Regions from separate parts of the Gossypium hirsutum genome. Here region 1 is linked to region 2. A link is a contact called in public Hi-C data. All regions are on one chromosome and are shown on one strand. The core of a region is the stretch at or near the end of the contact, and the rest is flanking DNA. Distances in the headings are between cores, read along the strand shown. Region 1 holds the start of LOC107948578 (putative phosphatidylglycerol/phosphatidylinositol transfer protein DDB_G0282179). Region 2 holds the start of LOC107914412 (RNA-binding protein CP33, chloroplastic).

Region 1 (4,407 bases), core at 1,879-4,378, 450 kb before region 2:
AACTGGCCGGGAGATTAAACATCTAGCAAGTTCTATTTGAATTCGATAATGCTAGCCCAATAAATAGAATTAAAAGACGCGGCATGGATATTACCATCATGGGTAAGTACGTGCATGAAACATGCAGGAAACTGGAGATGTTTGCTTCGGACGACGTGAAATGGGTGCCCAGGAATAGTAATAGGCTGACTTCACATAAGAGAAATTCACGTAATTCAAGATTCTATTAATGAAATTTAGGCCATTTATGGTTTTTTTTTTGTTTTAAAAAAAATTAAAAGTATTTTTTTTATAAAAATATTGACTAAAATATTAAATTTTTAAACATAATCTGTTCACATGTACTTCATATTAATATTTTTACGTATTAATATTTTTAATTTTTTGCTAACTTTTTATAACGTTTTAGTTAATACTTCTATTAAAGAAAAGCAATTTGATATTTTTTTAAATATTAATTATCAAATTTAACTAAAAAAAATAAGAGTGAAATTGATAAAACAATGGTAATGTTATGAGATAAATTATCGTTAAGTCATACAATTTGAATGTCCAATTGTAACTCAACAGGTAAACCCTTAAATGCATATTTAAAATTTTTTAAAATTCATATAGTCGTACATTTGAAGTATCGTTTTCTCGAACTATATACATTATCAAATACGAATATTTAAAAAATTGAGCAACTCAGAAAAATCATAATATCCTACGGAATGTCGAGCAATTTATTAAAGAACCAGATAACGGTTTCATCCAACAAGGCATATAGAGAACATAACAGCATAGAGTACTTTACATGGCCATTAACGTGTGTTCTAAATCCTAATGTTTAACTATCAGCCACAGATGATGCAAACCCAATGCTAAAATCAAATCCGATGCATGTCAACTCACGTTTGTTTGCATCGAACATCTTCATTTTCAGAGAGTACGGGCCCTGCATAAGGTTAAAACTTATCAGATGTAATTAATCCAAGGTTGATTGTGGTGAATCCCTTATTACAGTACATCTCATTGACCTCGAAAGGCTGCCAATTGGAATCAAAATTGTTCGATTTTGTTGCTGATTGATCTCACAAATAAATGCAAACTTTAGACTTCTCAACAAGCAACGATCAATTCCAATATATTATGTCAAACAAATAACAATAGATGAAAGAACGAGGGACTTATTTCTAAGCAAATGAAGAGCAATCTTAGTCAAAAAGGCTTCCATTTTAACCAAAAAAAACGCATGCAGAAACCCTGATTGTTCTTTGCATTTGGAACATACATAAATCACTGTTTAGTTGTGAGAATAAACTGAGAAAACAAGCCTACTGCAGTGAGTAAGCTTGTGATATATCATAATCGATGAAACAAAGCTTGGGATATAGGCAAACAACCAAAACTCAACTGTATAGCTGAAAATGATGACTCAAATCTGTTATGAGTTAAAATTTGTTTTCAAAAGAATTTGGAAAGAACTGAACCTGTTATGACTTGATAATTCTTGCAAAAACACCAATACATATTTTGCATGATCGAAAAGGTTGCTAAAAAACTTGAAGTAAAGGGAGTCTGAAGCATTGCATTAGTTTAACCAGATGAGAATACAATGAGGCAAAGAGAAGGAAGGGTTCAGCATAGTTCCAATCCCATAAAAACCCAATTTATTTCCTTGCAAGAGAACAAAATAGAAGGGAAGGAACAACGATATTGCCTTTAATTGTTCTGATTTTCATTTTGATCTTCAATCCTTTGTTTTTGTTTTTCCTTTACTCTGAAAGGAAAAGAAAAGCCTTTTCCCTCTTCCTTTATGTGTGTGCACGTATATATATATATATGCATATATATATTCCTTTCAACTCAAAATACCTGAACATAAAGCACACTCAACCAGAACTAGACAAAAAGTTTCGACAGTGTTTTAACTCTTCTGCTTATGCTAGAATATTGATGCAAACAAAAATTAAAAAGAAAATCCAACCGTTCAGCAACTATTAATCAACATAAGTTTCAGACTTACAGGAGGAGTATATCCGGGCAAAACTTGTGAATGAGAAACCACAAAATCACCAGTTGAGACAGGGCAAGATGTCTCATCACAAAGGTCATGAGTCTCACTGTGAATGTGCCATCCAAAATACGAAACCTCGATCACCAGTTTCCCCCCATCGATAGCTGCACCTGTACATCATTATAGAAAACAACGCCCACCTTCAATCACAAGCTTAAAGTACTACACACTTTGGTCGCATGTTACAACAAGCCTCATCAATCATCATATACCGACACAAAGCTACCATCTGATAACAATTACATTATTTGAAAAACATAGATAAGTTACCTGTTGTTGCTGCGATACTGAAGGTAGCAGGCTGACCCCTGGCGATCGGGTTTGGCGAAATTTCAACACCTTGAACCTTTACATCATACTCACCTTGCTTATCTGCATTTGTATTATTATTATTATTTAGATTCAAAAACTAAAAAGTTACATCCTAATATTGAGAGCTAATTTCATAAAAATAAAAAAAATAACATCATTAATTTTCCTCGGTAAACAAATAATAGAATTTTCATCGATTAATAAAATAAAAACAATTTAGTTAAAAAAAAAAAGGGCAGCGAACCTAGGGCTTAGAGAAACTAACCACAATATTTAACGTCGGTGGCGACTGCCAAGGGAACAACTAGAATCAACGAGAGGAGCAAGAGGGGTGCGATGAACCGGTTGTACTGGATCATCTCCATCTGGTTTCGATTTTACAGAAAATTAAAGTTCAGATATGTATATAAATCTCAGTTTGCAGTGATTTTGAGGATTGATTTGGTATTAGGGACGAGAGAAGAGTGCTGGAAATGAAGGGGGAATATATGGTGGGGAGAAGAAAGATTTAGTACAGCAGTTTGGAGAAATTGGGGGTGATCTAGGCCGTTGGTCTGTTTTGGTCAGCACGATTGACGGGGAGCGACTTGTTACTTAGACAAACCAGACTGGCAGTTTGGTTGGCGGTGACTGTTAGGTGATTCTCATTATTATTTTAATAAGAAGCGGTGTCTTTTTATGTTTCTTCGACCAAGAGGCTTCCTTCTCCTTTTTTATTCTTTGGTATTTGCGTTTTAACTTTAAGGTGCATTTTGATACCCAATTTTGTTTTTCATTCCTATTGAAGTACACCTGTATTTCATTTCCCTGCCAAAGTTGGTACTTGATACTATGCAAAACCACGTTGATATTTTTTGAATATTTCAACCATGTATTGTCATAATCCGATTTTTTTTATATCTAAAAAAAATATTTCTAATATTCATAAATTTTATAATTAAAAATTAAAAATTAAATAAGAGTTAAAAATATTTTTATAAAGTTTTATAAAGAATCAAAAAAGAAAATTTTATATTTTTTTCATACAAAGAACTACAAAAATATAACGTTTTATAAAAATAAATATATTAAAAATCAAAGAAAATATAATTTTTATAAAAATATTAAATCAAAATCAAAATAATAAAAATATTTATTGGGTCACATTAAAATTTATAATTTACAAAAATATATATATTCAATTTCAAATAATAATGTCATAATCATAATTGTCGAGATAAATTCGAATATCAACTAGTATATTAAAACTAAACTTAAATACCAATTGTATATTTAATTATTTCCTAATTGTATGATAAGTTTAGTAATAAAAATAATAATTTATATTTTACCAATTTATTATATTTAAATTTTAAATATTTTTCTTCCAAAATAATAATTTCTCTCTTTAAGGAAAATATTGATCTAAAATTTTCAAGTTTTATACATGATAATTCTATATTGATTTCTTTTTGTGTCCTTTTCAATTTTATTGGAACCATATCTCTTATCCAATCTTTTTAAAATAAAACATAATCACTTTTATTTTAAAATTTAAAAAATCAACAAATTGTTTACATATAAATTAGGATAAATTATACAACAGGTCACCCCAGTATTGCTCCTTTTCTTTTTTAGTTATCTAAATATTAATCTTTTTTTTAATTTGATCACCAAACTAATTGAGATTATTTTTTTTGGTCCATTTTCATTAAGTGTCGTTAAATCTCTGACAAGAAGTTGAAGCGGCAATTAAAAATCGATATAATAATAAATTTAGTGTTAAAAATCGGTATAATAATAAATTTGGCCCTTAAATTTTACGATTTAGTCATAATTTTAAAAAATTAACCCTCAAAATTTCTAAATGGTCTTAGTTTGATCCTCAAGATTTACCTTCCTCTTCCATTCCCCCTCACCACCATTGTTACCTCCACCTCCAGATTTCCACATAATTTCATTGTATTTAGTCCCAAAGCAGTACCATTTTACTATACTAGAATTAGAGGTGTTGCACAAATTTAGAAAGAAAAAAGCTAACAATGTTACTAGTTCTG
Region 2 (4,476 bases), core at 1,097-3,596:
TCTCCCTTATTCGAAAGCTTTTCATATAATTTCATTTGTTAAATAATCTTGATGAATCATGTAATGTTGAACTGAAACCAAAGTTTAAGGGTGCATGCAATGGTAGAGAAGAGCAAAAACTGCTGAAGATTACTAACAAGCTAGTTGGTTTTCTCTTTCAGGTGATTGCAATGATTCAGGGGATGAACCAATGCTTAAGGCAATCATCTCTAGGCAGCAATCACTTCAGTCGGAACATGGACTTGGTCAGCCCATGGTAATCTTCCATAAACCGGCTCATCTCACCTTCTTACCTTTGTTAATAATAATAACCTTTTTGGACTCAAAAACTGTAGGTTTGTGCAAAATATCCTTACTTAATGGATCAAGGCTATGGAGTTTTCCCTACTTTTGGACCTCAATTTTCGGTTTGTCTCTTCTATTTTCTCTACCTAACAACTTCTCTTGAATTAATTATACTGCTGGAGTTTTATCGTCATATATGGCACTGGATCTGCTTATTTCTTTCTGATCTATCAAATGATTATGAGCCACATATGTGGCAATGGATGCTCTACGGTTGAGAGATAGCTCCAAATCATCTATAACTGGATCTGTTTAATTCTTGCTAACCCTCATGACCATGGTCGAAATGTTCTTTATCTATATAATGCTCATGTAACCCAAATGTATGAAATTAGGGTCGTGTTATGCTGCCGTTGAACTTGGCTACTGAGGACGGACCCATATACGTAAATGCCAGGCAGTACAATGGAATCATTAGGCGTCGGCGATACCGTGCAAAGGCTGCACTTGAGACTAAAGTGACTAAAGCTCGGAAGGTATATGATCTTCTTTCTTTTGGTTTCTGAATCCTTTAGTTGGGAAAGTTTTGGCCCAAGCTTTTGTGGAGACAAGTTGGATATGGTATATTTAAACAGTACTAGATGGTTCTTGACTTGAAAACTGCATGAAATATTTAGATTATGCTTTTGTCCTACAGCCATATTTGCACTACTCGCGCCATCTGCACGCAGTGCGTCATCCAAGGGGAAATGGAGGCCTTTTCTTGAACACAAAAAGTTCAAACACCGGCAAAGATGGAATGCAGATGATGAAAGCTAATGAAGGGCAACTTTCTCGGCTTACAGGCTCACAAATTTCTCAAGTCCTACAGTCTGACAGTGGAACCATCAACTCGTACAAGGAACCAAATGGAGGAGGCTCAACATTTTCAGGGTCAGAGAGGTGAGCAGCAGCATGTATTCCAGGGGGGATCTCAGCAAGTGGGTTGCAATAGCAGATAAGTATTGTTGCAACCTGAAAATTTGATTCTCGGGGGATTAGTGGGGATTCGGTTTCCCACTTTCCCTGCAGCAACCAAAGGGATCAGGTTTCGGTTGCTAGGCAAATCATTCTTGGCTCGTCTCACTTAAAGCTCTTCTTTACCACTCTCAACGCCATTGCTCTCTTAGGTATGGTGGAAGATGCTCAATTAAACCTAGTATAAGATATATAATGGATCAGTCAGACTATATAAATGGAGTGTTTCCACTGATCCAACAAGAAAGAAAACTTCAAAGTTTGTTTAATTATTATTATTATTTTTTTTTTGTAATCCTAAATGTTTAGAATTGTGGAGTTCCTAACTCGGAATTATGTAGGTATATGTGAAATAATCTTTATGGTTGTGGTATTAGATGTGTTTTATATTATATTCTTGATCTACTTCGTTGGATTACTTTGAGAAGTGCTAAATTTGTCCATACCATTTTGCTTCCTCATGTATAATTCCGCGTATGATCTTGGGATTATTGTTGGTAGTTAAAATGAAAATGAAACCATTTAATATGGTATTTGTGTTATTTTTTTGGTCCAATTTGGTATTTGATCAAAGTTATATATTTTGGTACTTAAAGGTAACAAGGTTAATTATTTAGTGTTTAATTCAAGTTTTAGGGTTAATTTAATGGAAGTTAATTGGTAATATTATTAAGTTTGAATTTTTCATAATTTTTTTAATAAAATAAATTTAATACTAATTGTGAATTTATTTAATCTTGTGTTTAGTTTATCATATATAATATGATTGATATGATTTAATTCGAGTTTTAAGGTTGACTATAAATTTTTATCAACTCAACTCTAAAACCTGAATTCAATACTAAAAGTTAACACTGTTACCTTTATGAACCAAAATATTTAATTTTTATCAAATACAATACTAAATTATTTATTAAACCAAAGGAAAATTGCAAAGGAAAATCCGTAAAGAAATATAATGGGTTCATGTTTTACTAGTTTCAGGTGGCCCAACTAGAATCCAACCCAAAGTTGATAATCCAGATTCTGGACCAACACCAACTAAGGACACTTCAATGGAAAGACAGAAAAAATCCTGCCGAACCTTATCCATCTTCCAGCCATTTCCCATTTTAATTCCTTTTAGAATATCCCATTTCTTTTCATTGTTTCCATTGGTCATCCATTTCTTCTCTTTGGAGAAATATGTCAGCTCCTACACTCCCCATGGCAGCCGGTGTTGCAGCTGTCTCTTCTTCACTTTACAATAACACCAAACCCTCCTCTCTTTTTTCTTCATCGATTCACTTCCTTCCTTCAAGACTTAGCTCTAAGCAGTTAAAACCTTCCAACCTCAAAACCCAAAGCCTCAATTCCCTTCCTTTGTCTCTTAACTTATCTCTCCCACGTCTGCCCTGCTTTTCAGCAGCTTTTGACAGCTTCCAAGTTACTGAAGATGACCAAAGCAGTGGAGAAGAATACCCAGAAACAGAATCTCAAGACCTTGAAGAACAACCACAACAAGAGGAAGCTGAAGAAGATAAGGTTTCAGAGTCTGGCGGTGAAGAAGGAAAGTTGTATGTTGGGAATTTGCCTTATTCAATGACTTCTTCTGAGTTAACTGAGATTTTTAGTGAGGCTGGTAGTGTTGCTAAAGTGGAGGTTTGTGGATTTTTTTTCTTATTGTTTAACCATTCGATTTTGGGTTATCCTACTTTATTTTCCTTGTTCTTTTTTTTTCTTTGGCTAATGGTTTTTTCTCGTTTAATTTTGTTTAATAGATTGTTTATGATCGAGTTACGGATAGGAGCAGGGGATTTGGCTTTGTAACAATGGGGAGCGTTGATGAGGCCAAAGAAGCAATTAGACTGTTTGATGGATCTGTAAGTTCAATAATAGAGTTTTATTTTGACTTTCTACATTAACCATCGCTTGAACCTTCAATTCCCAATGAAATATTATAAATGTATAGACGAAAAGACCATAAAGTAGCTTCTTCTTTTTTTTATCACTAATTTGTTTGCATTGCCTGATTAAACATTTGATGTTGACTGTTGGAACTACTTCCGTTTGAATTCCGGTTTTAATCATTATCTCAACTTAGTCTTAGATCAACTATGTTTATCTGTTATGACATCAGAGCAAATATTGCTCTAAAGAGCTAATATTTGGATCCTGCATGATTCATCTTCTTCTAATGATCAACACTCCTAGAACCACACAAAAGCCCTCTACTCTTCCATCCTCTTAATGTCAGATTCAATTAGATTATATGATTATTAGGTTTACAATTGAAGGGTATTTATTTGATTTTTGGAGCACCATTTCTGTGGGATATTCCATTTTGACTTACTAGTAAATTGTTTGTTCCTAAATGCTAACAGCAAGTCGGAGGTCGGACAGTGAAGGTGAACTTCCCGGAGGTCCCAAAAGGAGGTGAGAGGGAAGTAATGGGACCAAGGATTCGGAGAAGTTACACAAGCTTTATCGACAGCCCTTACAAGATCTATGCAGGAAACCTAGGTTGGCGTGTCACTTCAGAAGGTCTCAGAGACGCATTTGCTAGCCAGCCAGGCTTGTTGAGTGCTAAAGTCATCTATGAAAAGGACACGGGAAGGTCTCGTGGTTTTGGATTCATTTCCTTCGAGTCAGCAGAGACCGTTGAGTCTGCTCTAACTGCCATGAATGGAGTGGTAAGAGTCAGTTACTGAATAACTCAGCATTGAAGTTTTGATTCCCTTTTTAATGTGTGTTTCAATATGGTCACGCTTGTAGGAGGTTGAAGGTCGACCTCTACGATTAAATATGGCTGCAGATAGAGCTCCTCGTACTCCTTTGCCTGCCGAAAATAGTCTTGAGAGGAGCGAATTGGTTTCAAGCGTCACTGTTTGATAGGTATACTAAAACAAATAGGTGATTTTGAAAGGAGGATCTAGAAAATTATGCAGATATATTACCTTTCACTTCCAGATTATGTTTCCATAAATATCATTTTCCACCTTATTCAAGAACTGATTAAAAATGTGTTGCATGTAAATCATAGAGAGAAGGGAGATGATTCACTCGACTTCTAAATTTTGGACTATATGTAGTTCTACATTGTTTGAGTTATGCATATTATGACAATTCCAAAAGTAAAAATTCCTATAGACGTCCATTCTTATTTGGTTAAATAGTCACTTCGATTCTTTCTTG

Evidence for each region. A called contact is a pair of places that touch in the nucleus more often than the background predicts.
Region 1: a Hi-C map of leaf shows a contact between it and region 2, with 3 times the contacts expected there. The contact joins the promoter of LOC107948578 here to the promoter of LOC107914412 in region 2. A contact is called at or near these places in 8 of 34 Hi-C or Micro-C datasets (callus, fibers and leaf).

The regions. Positions count from the first base shown.
Region 1 is chrA04:18,842,171-18,846,577 of Gossypium_hirsutum_v2.1, reverse strand. It overlaps LOC107948578 (putative phosphatidylglycerol/phosphatidylinositol transfer protein DDB_G0282179), which reads right to left and starts at 3,128. Exons shown (of 4, transcript XM_016883186.2): 1 at 2,637-3,128; 2 at 2,330-2,431; 3 at 2,009-2,169; 4 at 705-937. The coding sequence starts at 2,736. The coding sequence ends at 830.
Region 2 is chrA04:18,389,063-18,393,538 of Gossypium_hirsutum_v2.1, reverse strand. LOC107914412 (RNA-binding protein CP33, chloroplastic) reads left to right here and starts at 2,346. Exons shown (of 4, transcript XM_016843325.2): 1 at 2,346-2,943; 2 at 3,063-3,164; 3 at 3,666-3,974; 4 at 4,057-4,430. The coding sequence starts at 2,488. The coding sequence ends at 4,173. LOC107917372 (nuclear transcription factor Y subunit A-10) reads left to right here. Exons shown (of 6, transcript XM_016846730.1): 2 at 162-256; 3 at 336-407; 4 at 681-821; 5 at 983-1,227; 6 at 1,357-1,489. The coding sequence ends at 1,489.